Regions from separate parts of the Sus scrofa genome. Here all the other regions are linked to region 3. A link is a contact called in public promoter capture Hi-C data. All regions are on one chromosome and are shown on one strand. The core of a region is the stretch at or near the end of the contact, and the rest is flanking DNA. Distances in the headings are between cores, read along the strand shown.

The links. Promoter capture Hi-C pulls out the DNA fragments that hold promoters and counts their contacts.
Region 1: a contact with region 3 is called in a promoter capture Hi-C map of liver, with 4 times the contacts expected there. The contact joins the promoter of RRM2B here to the promoter of ZNF706 in region 3. A contact is called at or near these places in 1 of 5 promoter capture datasets (liver), 2 of 47 Hi-C or Micro-C datasets (heart right ventricle and liver) and 2 of 2 datasets of contacts at active chromatin or transcription factors (alveolar macrophages and skeletal muscle).
Region 2: a promoter capture Hi-C map of fetal skeletal muscle shows a contact between it and region 3, with 5 times the contacts expected there. The contact joins the promoter of ANKRD46 here to the promoter of ZNF706 in region 3. A contact is called at or near these places in 1 of 5 promoter capture datasets (fetal skeletal muscle) and 1 of 2 datasets of contacts at active chromatin or transcription factors (alveolar macrophages).

The regions. Positions count from the first base shown.
Region 1 is chr4:34,822,096-34,825,965 of Sscrofa11.1, reverse strand. RRM2B (ribonucleoside-diphosphate reductase subunit M2 B) reads right to left here and starts at 2,097. Exons shown (of 10, transcript XM_021089040.1): 1 at 1,818-2,097. The coding sequence starts at 1,865.
Region 2 is chr4:36,397,900-36,401,963 of Sscrofa11.1, reverse strand. It overlaps ANKRD46 (ankyrin repeat domain 46), which reads right to left and starts at 1,326. Exons shown (of 5, transcript NM_001243356.1): 1 at 1,234-1,326.
Region 3 is chr4:35,765,635-35,769,746 of Sscrofa11.1, reverse strand. It overlaps ZNF706 (zinc finger protein 706), which reads right to left and starts at 1,660. Exons shown (of 4, transcript XM_003481371.3): 1 at 1,375-1,660.

The DNA.
Region 1 (3,870 bases), core at 848-3,347, 940 kb after region 3:
CATTTGCTTGCCTTCACCTCTCTCCTACTCCTCGGGTAAAGGAGACTATTTGGATGCTTGTCGGAATCATACACTATTTGTGGGTGTTTTCATTTTCATTCTCCTATCCCCATCAAATCTGGCAAAACAGATAGAATATTGGCCCAGGAGTGAGAAATTGGATTTACACAGCAGCTCTACTACTGAGTTGTGTGGTTCTGGGCCTATCACTTAATCTTGCCTAAACTGTCTTAAAAATAGGGACTATCAATTAGATTGAGTTAATTTTGAGAAGCAGATGAAAGCTATGGACACCTCCCTTTCTTAGGAGATACACATCTACACATATAAAGTCTACAAATTTCAGGAGATTTATAAATTCCTTTCAAGCCCATCTATAAACTCTTTAAGACAGTGTTCTTAAAATGTGTACCAGGATCACCTGATGTGCTCGTTAAAACTCCAGTCCCAGACCCACCCCAAGAGATTTTTGATTTACTAATTTGGGGTATAGGCCCAGTAATTTACATTTTTTAACAACGAGTTCCAGGTGATTCTGATGCAGGTGGCCCATGCTGCACCAATATATCTAGAGAAACAAAAATACTTAAGGCATCCTTGAATCTCAAGTTTAAAACAGGCGCTCATTCAAATTCATTCTAGATCTAAAGTTATGCCTTTGTCTTTGTGGGTCTGTATCCAGACAGACATAATAAGTAAAATTTAACTTCCAGGTCTTAGGTCTGAATAACCTAAGACTAGCTTCTTTTGGTGTTACTAGCACAAACAAAATAGTTGAGTTGCCCCATTAGTCTAAGGGGAGTGGTACTAAATTATTTATTTCAAAAGGGAAATAAAGAGTTTGAGGGATATTTACAATATATATAGTTACTAAATGTCTACAAAATCAAATCCCAAATCTTGAATCTACAATTTTCTGAAGAAGTTTAGAGCTAAGCAAGAGTCACTGAGAACTGAAACTCTGTTCAATCAAAGATACTACACACAGCAACAGGTTTAAAAGTATTTACAAAATATCACGGTATGAAAATTACAGCACAATTTGAACTACCCTACAACCCTACAGTCTACCGAATCCCAGCTTACTGTTATGTACCTCTACTAATATAGAAGTAGAGCAGATTAACATGGCTCATGGTTTTATTATGTACCCCCAACTTCCGTGGCACTTTGCATAAAGCTTTTTTTTGCTTAACCCTCTGTGAGGGAAAGCATCACTTCCATTGAATACATGAAAAAAAGTGATACCCCAAAGATTCATAGCTACTTTAGCCAGGTCTGCGCAAAACTGGCCGCCCAACTGATCATTTCCATTGTTAGGAGGATTTCTCGACGCCTTTCTGCCTATTATCGTCACCCCATCCACCTGTGTCAATTTCCACAGCCTCAGCCCAAGTCCTTTTAACCAGCCCAGAGATGGCATGCATTTCTCCAGTAAATGCCATGAGTCCTCGGCATTTGCCTCAATTTCCCCAGCCAGGGCTCCAGAACAGGGAAGGATGGAAAGGGAAAAAAGGGGTGAGCCTCGCTCGGGTCTGAAGTCTCAGAGCGTTGCCCTTGGGTAGCCTCGGGGCAGATCAGTGGAGCAGAAACCCAGCTACCTCCTGACCCCTCCCTGGGGACGGCCTCCCTAGCGCTAGAAAAGATGAAACCAGGCTGCGGCGAAGGCTGGAGGCCGGGCCTACACCAGGTTTCTGACGACAGTGAGTAGAATTTCCCATAGTGAAATTGCGCAAGGTGCAGGACCCAGCAGCAACCCGCACTCTAGAGGCCAGGCGTGACTGCGGGGCGGGAGAGGAAGCGACAGCAAGGTTTACCTCCTCCTGTTCAGACCCTGCCGCTTCCGGCCTTTCCGCGTCTCCCATCGCGCAGACTCCGCCAGAGCTACCGGAGCAGAGGGAACCCAGAGCCTCAAGCCACCTCGAACTAGGACAGAACCAAGTGGCCAGCGGGTCCTCTGGGTAGGCCCCGCCCCCAGACGCAGAGACCCTCCTACTTCTGTCTGCCCGCCCCGCTCCACTGTGCTACCCGGTTTTCTCGCCGGCCCATTGCGTGACTATCCTAGCTGTAACCTGGCCCCGCCTCCCCTGCCTCAGGGATCCGCCTACTTCGGCCGGCATCGCCTCAATCCTCTGTGCAGGCCCCACCTCCTGCCAAGGCCGGAGTAACTCTCTAGGTTTCCGCCAACTTCTCACAGCTCCACTGCCCCGGCCCCGCCTCCCACCAGCCCAGAGAAGCCCCTCTGAGCCTGCCAGCCCCGCCTCCCGTGCCTCCGGGCCCCTCCTCCTCCTCAGACCCCGCCCCTCAGGCCCCGCCTCCTCTTCAGACCCCTCCCCGCTGGCCCCGCCTCCCGCCCGCTCTCCGAAGGAGCTCGCCGCAGCTCCGGGCCCCGCCTCCTCAGCAGAGCCTGCCCTGCCCCGCTGCCCAGCCTCGCCTCCCAGCCTAGCAGCATGGGGCTCTCCGCCTTGGGCTTTCGGCCCAGCCTGCGTCGCCCGGCTCTAGGCGCCCAGTGCGAGAGGTTGCCGGGACATGCCAGGTCACCTCTCCAGCTCGAGACTCCCCAGCTAGCTCTCGCCGTGCCTCCGGAACACGGTATGTCGCGCTAACTCGGCCGGTCCTGAGAGACTCCCAGGTGCCTGTCGGACCACACACCGAAGGGGCTACGGAGGAGAGAGCGCTCTGGGCGTGTGGAGTGGTGGCGGTGCGGGAAGCCACGCTCTTGGTGAAAACAGAGCCGCCCCGCTACACCCTCAGTGAGGAGGAAAGGCTGCCGGGCTTTGTCCTTAGCCGAAAAGGAGAGGCTGAGGGAAAGTGTGGGGACGGCTCGGTGGGGCTTGAGAGTGACGGAAGGCAGGGACAGAGTTTGAAGGCGGCTTCCACACCCTAAGCTTGTGGTGACACCTGCCGAGCTCTTAGCAAGAGCCAGGCGCTGTGCCGCGCTGTCAGCCGGGCCGCGGAGGCTCAGGATGTCCCTCCGTTTACAGACCAGAAACTCGGGCTTGGGATTAACGACCGAGGTTTTCCAGCGCCAGAAAGTAGGAGGTTGCCCCGCTCCCTGCGAAACGCTCTTCTCAAGGCCAAAAGGCAGTGGTGGAGGGAGGACAGACCCCCGTGGGCTGGCCGAGCGTACTGGCTGCTGCTCGTCCCCTCTCTGGGGGGAACTGTCTCAAGATGACTGCCACGGAAAGAAAAAAATAATTGGGTCTTAAACAAGAAAGGAGGTGAGAGAAGGATTTGCTTTAGTAGTTTGAGGCTGACATACCGAGGGAAGCTTGTCAGGCCTTGAACAACAGGCACCTGCTTTGTGGATCGCTGGGTGAAGAATGGTAAAAACAGGGTAGAAAATTAAGGTTCGAAAATGATGAAAGCTCGTTCTCAAACCTGCCCTACATCAGAGGCAACTACTAGGGGCCAAGTGCTGAGTAAAAAAGTTTACATATGTTAATTTTGAATAATTGTTAAGGGAGTTCCTGCTGTGGCACAGTGAGTTAAGGATCTGGCATTGGAGCACCTGTGGCCTAGGTCACACCTGCAGCTGGGATTCAGTCTTTGGCCTAGGAACGCCCATGTGTGGGGAGGGGTGAGGGTTGCAGCTGGAAAAAAAAAAAAAAAAAAAAGATAAGTTTTGTGAGGAAAATGAGTCTTAAAGAAGTTGGATAATTTATCACAGGCCACGTGACAAATAAAGGGCAAGGATTCTACTATTTAATTAAAGTTATCAAATAATATATCTACTGTTTGTCAAGGTGTGATATTCAGAATTAAAGATACAAAAGTGAATGAGCCTAGTGAAAAAGAACATGAATCCTAGAATCATATCATTGTGGGCATGTGCTACCTTGGACAAGTTACTTAGCCTTTTTGAGACTC
Region 2 (4,064 bases), core at 77-2,576, 630 kb before region 3:
CTACACCACAGCTACAGCAACGCGGGATCCGAGCCACACCCCTGCCTCACCTGCGACCTACACTGAAGCTCGTGCAACCTCAGATCCTTAAGCCACTAAGCGAGGCTAGGGATCAAACCCACATTTTCATGGACTCTGTCAGGTTCTCAACCCGTTGAGCCAAAATGGCACTCCCATTTTTCTCATTACACTCATTTTTTAAACTATAAAGGAGTTGGTATAGGACTCTTGTGTTTAGCCATGAAAATTAAGCCAAGAGAAATGAATTCAAGCTACAAGTCAAATTAATAAACCAATATAACTCTTATGGAACACGTTTGGACAGATAACAAGCAGGAACAGTGGAGTAAGGGAGATGAGGTTCAAACCCCCGTTCACCTTTTTCTAGTTGTCCGACCACGGACAAGTCAGATGCTCTGTGTCTCAGTTTCCCTCTCTGTAAAATGGAAATGGCGGTACTTCCTAGTGTTGCTAAGGATTATACCAGGATATTAGATTTTAAGGCACTCAGCACAATGACATACAGTAAGCACTGAAGAAGAGAGCTATTACAATTCCTACAACCAGTCATATGACAACTCTTTAAGCGAGAAGCCCCTTGGTACCACTGTCATTTTTTAAAGAGTGAGAAGTGTTACTATTTAATGGTGTACTTTTCATCTCCTTACATTCTGTAGCCAAGTCTGAACACTAAAATAAATACATTTGCATTTATTTTTAAAATACATATGTATTTATTTTAAATAAATATTTTTCTCGAGGCAGAGCCCTACTGGAAGACAACCTGTTAATAAGAAGCAATGCTATCTTTGAACCCAGGCACCCAGGGCCTTGTGACAAAGGGACAGGTCACTTGCATCTCAGCAGCTTCTGTGTATGACTAGACTGCAGGTTCCTCGTCATCGGCCACGTACTGTCCGTGCCAACGCGGAGACAACGCACCTTTTTGGGCCCGACGCCGTGACAGCCGCCCGAGTCTTCTGCTCGCACCCCTGACCTCCCGATGCCCCGCGAGCACGCACGCCCGCCAGCCGCGGCTGACAGCGGAGCCTTTACCCACAAGCCCCCAGAACCCTCGCAGGCCCTTCCCAGCCCTCGGGATCAGCACAGCCCCGCGAGAAAGCCACCCGTCGCGCCACGACCGGCCTGGCTCCCCGAGGGCGCCCTCGCCCCTCAGGGCCCTCGGCCAAACGGCAGGGGAGATGTCAGTGGCTTTCGCCACGGCCCAGGTACCTTGGAGTTGCCAAGCACCAGCGACAGCGACACCTTCCCCGCGGCGACTGCGGAGGCGGCAGCGGCGGCGGCGACGGCAGCGGCGGGCGGAGGGGAGGGGTCGGCCACTGAGACGAGAGGGGCGCCCTGCTGGGCCAGAGCGGCTGTGCTCCGCCGCAGCCGGCGCGCCCCCTGGAGGCGGGCGGCCCGCAGGGCGGCTAGGCCCGCTTTGACTCAAAGACTAGGTGAGTCCACTTTGAACTAGGCGAAGTATCAAAACTGCGGCAGGGGAAGAAGAGAAAGAGAACCGAAAAAGGTTTCGTCGATCTGAGTCCAGGAGCATTTTGCACTTTTCACGTCCTTTTCTAAAGAAGTCTTTCACCTCTCAGCTAAAAGAAGGCTTCAAAGGCAAGGACAGTTTTACCTACAGCTGTAGGCATCAATTAATAATTGCTGACATTTAGGTAAGTCGTCTCTAAAAACGCACCCAATTGATGTATTATTTAGGTAAGTCGTCTCTAAAAACGCACCCAATGACTGGCTGCTGTCATTCTAAAATATGACCCTGAGTTTTTTTTCAAAATGGCTTTGAATGCTTAAACATCCCACTTTTTAGGATTCCCAGATGAAATCCAACATGTGTCCGGCCAAAACTAAAAATGTGGTGGGTGGTGGGAAGTTCATTTACTTTTAAGTTTACCAAGTTCAGTCCTACAGCCAAGGCTTGCCATGTTCAGTGATCCTCCCTCCCCTGAATTCTAGTATCCTCTCCCAGCCAAGCCACCCTCCAGGGGGTCTCATGTCCATCTTTCAAGGGCTGTTACTCAGCCTAACAGTTTGTTCCTGGCAATGCCATGTAAATGTTAGGGATTATTGTCAAATTTGAGAAAACCTCTATTAAACCTCTTTCATATAAGATTTCAGGCATTTCACATTTTCTCATGCAGCAACTAATCATAAATATTAAATACTTTCTGAATTGATGACATTTATTAACCAATTTGCCATTGAGATACTCCCTGAGGTTTTGTATGTTGAGTTTATATCTTCATTGATGCCTATAAGTTGTGTCAAATCAGCAAAGGATTCCAACTTTCTCCCAGTGTGTTTATAAATTCTCTACTTTTCCTTAATTGATTTATCAAACACTCCAAGAGCCTATTCATTACATCTATTCAAATGAATCTCTCCATCTTCATAAATTACTGCTTTTGTTTGAGTTAAAAAGATGTAGAGGGAATTCCTGTCATGGCTTGGTGGTTAATGAACCCGACTAGGATCCATGAGGTTTCGGGTTCGATCCCTGACCTTGCTCAGTGGGTTAAGGAGTTGGCGTTGCCATGAACTGTGGTGTAGGGTGCAGACACAGTGCGGATCTAGCATTCCTGTGGCTGTGGTGTAGGCTGGCAGCTGTAGCTCTGATTCGACCCCTAGCCTGGGAACTTCCATATGCAGCATGCGCCCCTAAAAAAAAAAGTAGAGACTGTTAAATGTTGGCCATGCTGCATTCCTTCTGCAGGCTCTAAGGAGAATGTTACCTTGTCTTCTCTCACTTCTAGAGGCCACCTATAGTCCTTACTTAGCTCATGACCCCTTCCTCCACATTCAAAATCAGCAGTGTAGCATCCTTTCTTCTCTCTGACCTCTGCTTCCAACCTTGCATCTGCTCTTTTTTTTTTTTTTTTTTTTTGTCTTTTCTAGGGCCGCACCTGCGGCATATGGAGGTTCCCAGGCTAGGGGTCCAATCGGAGCTGTAGCCACCGGCCTACACCACAGCCACAGCAACTAGGGATCCAAGCCTCATCTGTGACCTACACCACAGCCTACGGCAACAACGCCGGATCCTTAACCCACTGAGCAAGGCCAGGGATCGAACCTACCACCTCATGGTTCCTAGTCGGATTCGTTAACCACTGAGCCACGATGGGAACTCTGCATCTGCTCTAACTTTGACCCTCCCGCCTCTTTATAAGGACACTTGGATTATGCTGGGCACACCCTGATAATCCAGAACAATCCCTCCATTTCCGGATCTTTAATGACATCTGCAAAGTCCTTTTAACCATGGAAGGTAACACAGTCACAGATTCTGGGGATTAGGATGTGGGCACCTTTGGGGGTATGTTATTCAGCCCACCACAAGGGCCGTGAAGCTACAACTCCATTTCCTTCAAGTAAATCTACCTTTTCTTCCTCATTACCAAAATCTGTTCGGTCCTGAGTTATGATTATGAGAGTTCCAACAGGAATATATGTAATTACAACTGGGATAAGCGTCATGAAGGAAAAGAGGAGAGATGTTATATGAGGACAAATAGAACAGAACCTAATTTAGATGGAAGGGCAATGATACCGTTGAATAAGTGATATTTAACTGAGATGCAAAGGATGAGGGTTTAATTATACAAGGAACAAGGGGAGTTTTTCAGACAGAGGGGACAGTACGTGAGGCCTGGGAATGGTGATGTCACAAGGTCAATGTGGCTGAGTTGTGTCTCTGCCATCATATCCTTAGCACTACGACAGTGAATGGCACATAATGGGTACTAAGGAATATTAGCTTAGGAGTTCCTGTTGTGGCTCAGCAGGTTAAGGACCGGATGTTGTCTCTGTGAGGATTCGGGTTCAATCCCTGGCCTCGAGCAGTGGGTTCAGGATCTGGCATTGCCACAAGCTGTGGCACAGGTCACAGATGTGGCTCAGATCCAGCATCGCTGTGGCTGTGGTGTAGGCTGGCAGCTGCAGCTCCAGTTTGACCCCTAGCCTGGGAACTTCCATGTGGCACAGGTGCGGCCATAAAAAGAAAAAAAATTTTTTTAAAGATTATTAGCCTAGCAGTTGTCAGCCCTGGC
Region 3 (4,112 bases), core at 411-2,910:
CTGTACGGATAACCTCTTAATTGTTATACACTGAAAAAAAAATTGTGAGAAGGGAAGCTACTAATTCTAGAAGTTTCTTTGATATCTAGAAGTTGTTAGCTATTTTAACATTTTCATGCAGGGATCTGTACAAAGGAATGCCATTAAATACACATTATTTTTAACTTTTGCAGTTCCAATTTCTTCTAATACATAACATTACACGATAGATTTAACCCATTTTCACTGTCATCTAACAAAAGTAACAAACAAGCCATGAAAGCTTTAATAAATACGTCTGTGGTTGCTGTTCTTATTTTTGAAATAGAAAGCCTAACATCAGGTAAAGGAAACTCAATTAGTCTAAATGTGTTAAGATCGGCCCCTAAGTTCTAACACGCTGCATTGATTTCCTTCCTGAAAGCAGAAATGCAAACGAACAAACCACCTGCTTTTGGACAGCTCAACTTAGGACTTGCTCTCAAGCCAATCGAATTTTCTACAAAACCTTAAGCAATAACTAAGCATAACTTCTCCCTGATTAAATGCGCCAAACTGTGGAGCAGGAAGTCATGTACAACCCTAAAAGTTGGTTTTTAATATAACTCTTATTTTGGACGATTCTCGGAGGGGGCTGCAAAGAGGGAAGTAACAGAGCGAATAACGAGTTCTTCCAAAACGAGGAGCTCTTATCGGAGGTAACAAGTTAAGCACTGCCCCAAAGACCCTCTTAGAACCAAAACAAATAAGAGAGGAAAAAAAAAGATTTTGGATCCAGGAAGTAGGATCATCCTCCCTAAGAATGTGAAGCGAAGAGGCCCAGGCAGTGTTCAACATCCTGACCCTGGCTTTTAACTCCATCCGTTTTGGAGAGGCAGAGGATGAAAGCACCAGCCGTAAGGTCTATTTCTCTCAGCACTTCGCTGAACCCAGCTGCAGCCGGGCGCATCTTCCTTCTCGATCCGGTCTCTTCAGCCTCAGAGAGCCCCCTCCTCTTTTCTGCCACCCAGTCTCTCTCTACCCGCCACTCCCCACGGACCCCGGCCCGAGACGTGCCTCCCGGAGGCCTCAGCTGTCCGAAACCCGGCCCCTTGACCACGGGGAGTCCCGGCCTCGAGAAACCGGCCAGCTGCTGTCGCCAGAGGGTAAGGTTACCGCTCGGCTACCGGTCTGCGACCCGGCCACCTGCAGGGCCTGGCAGGCGCCCGAGCTTCCCCTCCTTCCGCGGCCCGCGCCGGACAGGACGGGCTCGGCCGCCCCCGGGAGGCGGGGCAGGCCGGTGGCCCCTCGCGACCTGTGGTAACCCCCATGGTTCCCGCCGACCCCGCCGGCGGGCCCCCACCCGGGCTCCCGGGCGTCCTGTGCGGCGTCAGCGCCGCCCCCACAGCCGCTTACCCGGGCCGGGACAGTCTTGCGTCTGAGAGACCGCGCAGCGCGAGAGCGCCGGGGAGGTGGCCGGAGAGGAAGGGGAGCGCGTCCAGCACCGCTTCGACCTCCTCCACCCGCCAAGGAGGGGAAAAGGGAGAGCCGAGAGCACAACAGCCCGCGCCTCACACCCGCCGCCGCCGCCGCCGCCGCCGCCGCGCGCGCCCGCCGCCGCCTCAGCCTTGGGGGAGGCCACTACGCCTCGTGCTCGCGCACGCCGCGCTGCTCTCCCAGTCGCCCCAGCGCCGCCCGCTTCTCCCTGCTCCCGCCCACTCGCCTTCCTGCTGAGGCCTCCTCCCCGCCCCCACTCTCTAGCGCGCCTGCCCCTCTTCCGGCCGCGCGGGCCAATGGCAGCGCGCCCCTATTACATAAGTGGAGAGGCGGGGCCTGCAGGCTGAAGGCGGCCCCTCAGAGAAGGGAACTGCAGGGGACGTCGCGCTCTGTCCTCTGTGCCCCTCCCCTGCCGCGTGCTCTCTCCGGGCGGCTTTAGCCGGCCCTGGGACCCGCGTGATCTCGGTCCTGGCTGGTGACGGCCCGCAGTGTGATTCACAAGTCGCTCGCTCACTCATTCGGGCGGTGGCCGGGCCTCAGCCCCTGCGTCCCAGGTCACGAGCCTCCCACCTCGGCGGCGCCCTCCTGTGTCCCAGCCTGGGGAGGGTCCCGGTGAGGCGCGCCAGCCCCGCGGCGCTAAGGGTCGCCGACCCGGGAGCCCGCCACCCAGGCGCACTGCCGTCCCCGCCTCCTGTGAGGCCCGGGCGGGCTGGTCGGCCCTTAACTGGGACGTGCAGCCTTTGTTCGCTCACCAGCTGCCCTTTACCTCGTTTCCGGGGAAACCCTGGTTACTCTACGAATCTGGGAATTTTAGAGAGTTCAAGATTCAGGCCTGAGTGTCTCGCTGAAAATTGCCGGCCAGGCCTCCCTGACCATTTTAGTCTAACTACTTAGCAGTTTAATCAGTTGTTACTATTTGGGGGAATTGTGTGTGTGTGTGTGTGTGTGTGTGTGCGCGTGTGTGTTACTTGACTTAGAGGCCACGACGGCTAATTTCCAATATGTGATCAAGAGCATGGCGATTTAGTAATTATTAAATCTGTTTATCTGGAAAGGCCTTTTAGACCTTGGCTTTAGTCTGCTGCTTCCCTCCTCCCCCCTCCCCTCGCCTCCGCCGCCGCCACCCAACACACGTTTGTTTCAAATTAGAACTACAGATCCAACAACAAAGGAACTCTTGGCATTTGACATTCTCACCTTGCCTCCGCTCTCCTAATTTATCTGTCAGCGCCCAGGAAATGGTAGTTGAATGTAAATACATGGCAAGTTACTAGGATAACTTGGGTGGACCGGGGTATATATATCACAGAATTGTTGAAAATAGCCAGGGAGGAGTTAACTGCTTAATGAATTTGGGTGGCATACAACTTGTTCAGTCGTTCCTTTTCCTCCCCACTTCAGGTCCTCTCACTTTTCACACCCTCCCTTCCATATTGCAGTTTTAAACGACAGGTTCAAATTTTAATCTCTCTCCAGTGCTCAATTGTAAGCTCATTTTCGCCGCTGCATACCCAGTGCTTAGCAGTATATGAAATATAGTAGGGGGTGAGTAAATGGCTATTGATCAGATTAACTGATGTGTATCAAGAAAGCAGAACTGGGAGTCCCCATCGTGGCGCAGTGGAAACAAATCCCACTAGGAACCATGAGGTTTCGGGTTCGATCCCTGGCCTTGCTCAGTGGGTTAAGGATCCAGCGTTGCTGTGGCTGTGGTGTAGGCCCGCAGCTGTAGCTCCGATTGGACCCCTAGCCTGGGAACCTCCATATGCCGCGGGTGCAGCCCTAAGAAGACAAAAAAGAAAAGAAAGCAGAACTTATCGATGTATGAAGCCATAGCTTAACTATTAAGTCACCATAACTGTATAATTATATTAACCTGGCTAATAGGAAGGAAGCACATGAGGCACTTGGGAAACCTAAAGACAGGAAATTGGAAGAGTTGTGTTTCTCTAGCCATGAAAGAGACTGGACGATGAAAAGGACAGGGAAATCTGATTGGCAAAGCTGTCTTTTTAACTAGATAGGTGATTTCTGTGGTGAAATAGGATTACCATGTCACTTGTTACCCAGGCCTAGATGAAATATCTGGTAGAGCCAGTGTTTCTTAAATTTTTGAGTTGTACCTCCTTTGAGAATTTGGTAAAAGCCGTAGACTTTGCCCCCAGAAAGTTCATGTATTTATAGATTTATCCTTATTGGTAGAATTTCTTGATGTTGGTTGCTAATGACACTTTGGGCTAGATCATTCTTTGTTTGGGGGCTGTCCTGAGGACTGTAGGATGTTCGGCAACATCACCCTCTTGATGTCAGCAGCACCCCATCTCCAGTTTTGACTATTGAAAATGTCTTCAGACATTACCAAGTGTCCTCTGGGGTCAGACTCTCCCCTGGTAGAAAACCACTACCTAGAGGATATGGTCATTTTATGTGATGGTTAGGGCATTTGAAATACAAAGGGGAAAAAATGCAAAAAGGAATGGCTAAGATTCAGTATCTGTGCCGTGACAAACAGAATATGAAAGGCAGATGAATTGGCATTACTACCAGCTGGTGTCCCACTTATGTTTTAGAAATGTGACAGCAAATGGGATATGAACTCCTTAGAAGAATGTTCATACACGTTTCTAGTTTTAATCATGAATGCTACCGTATTTCTA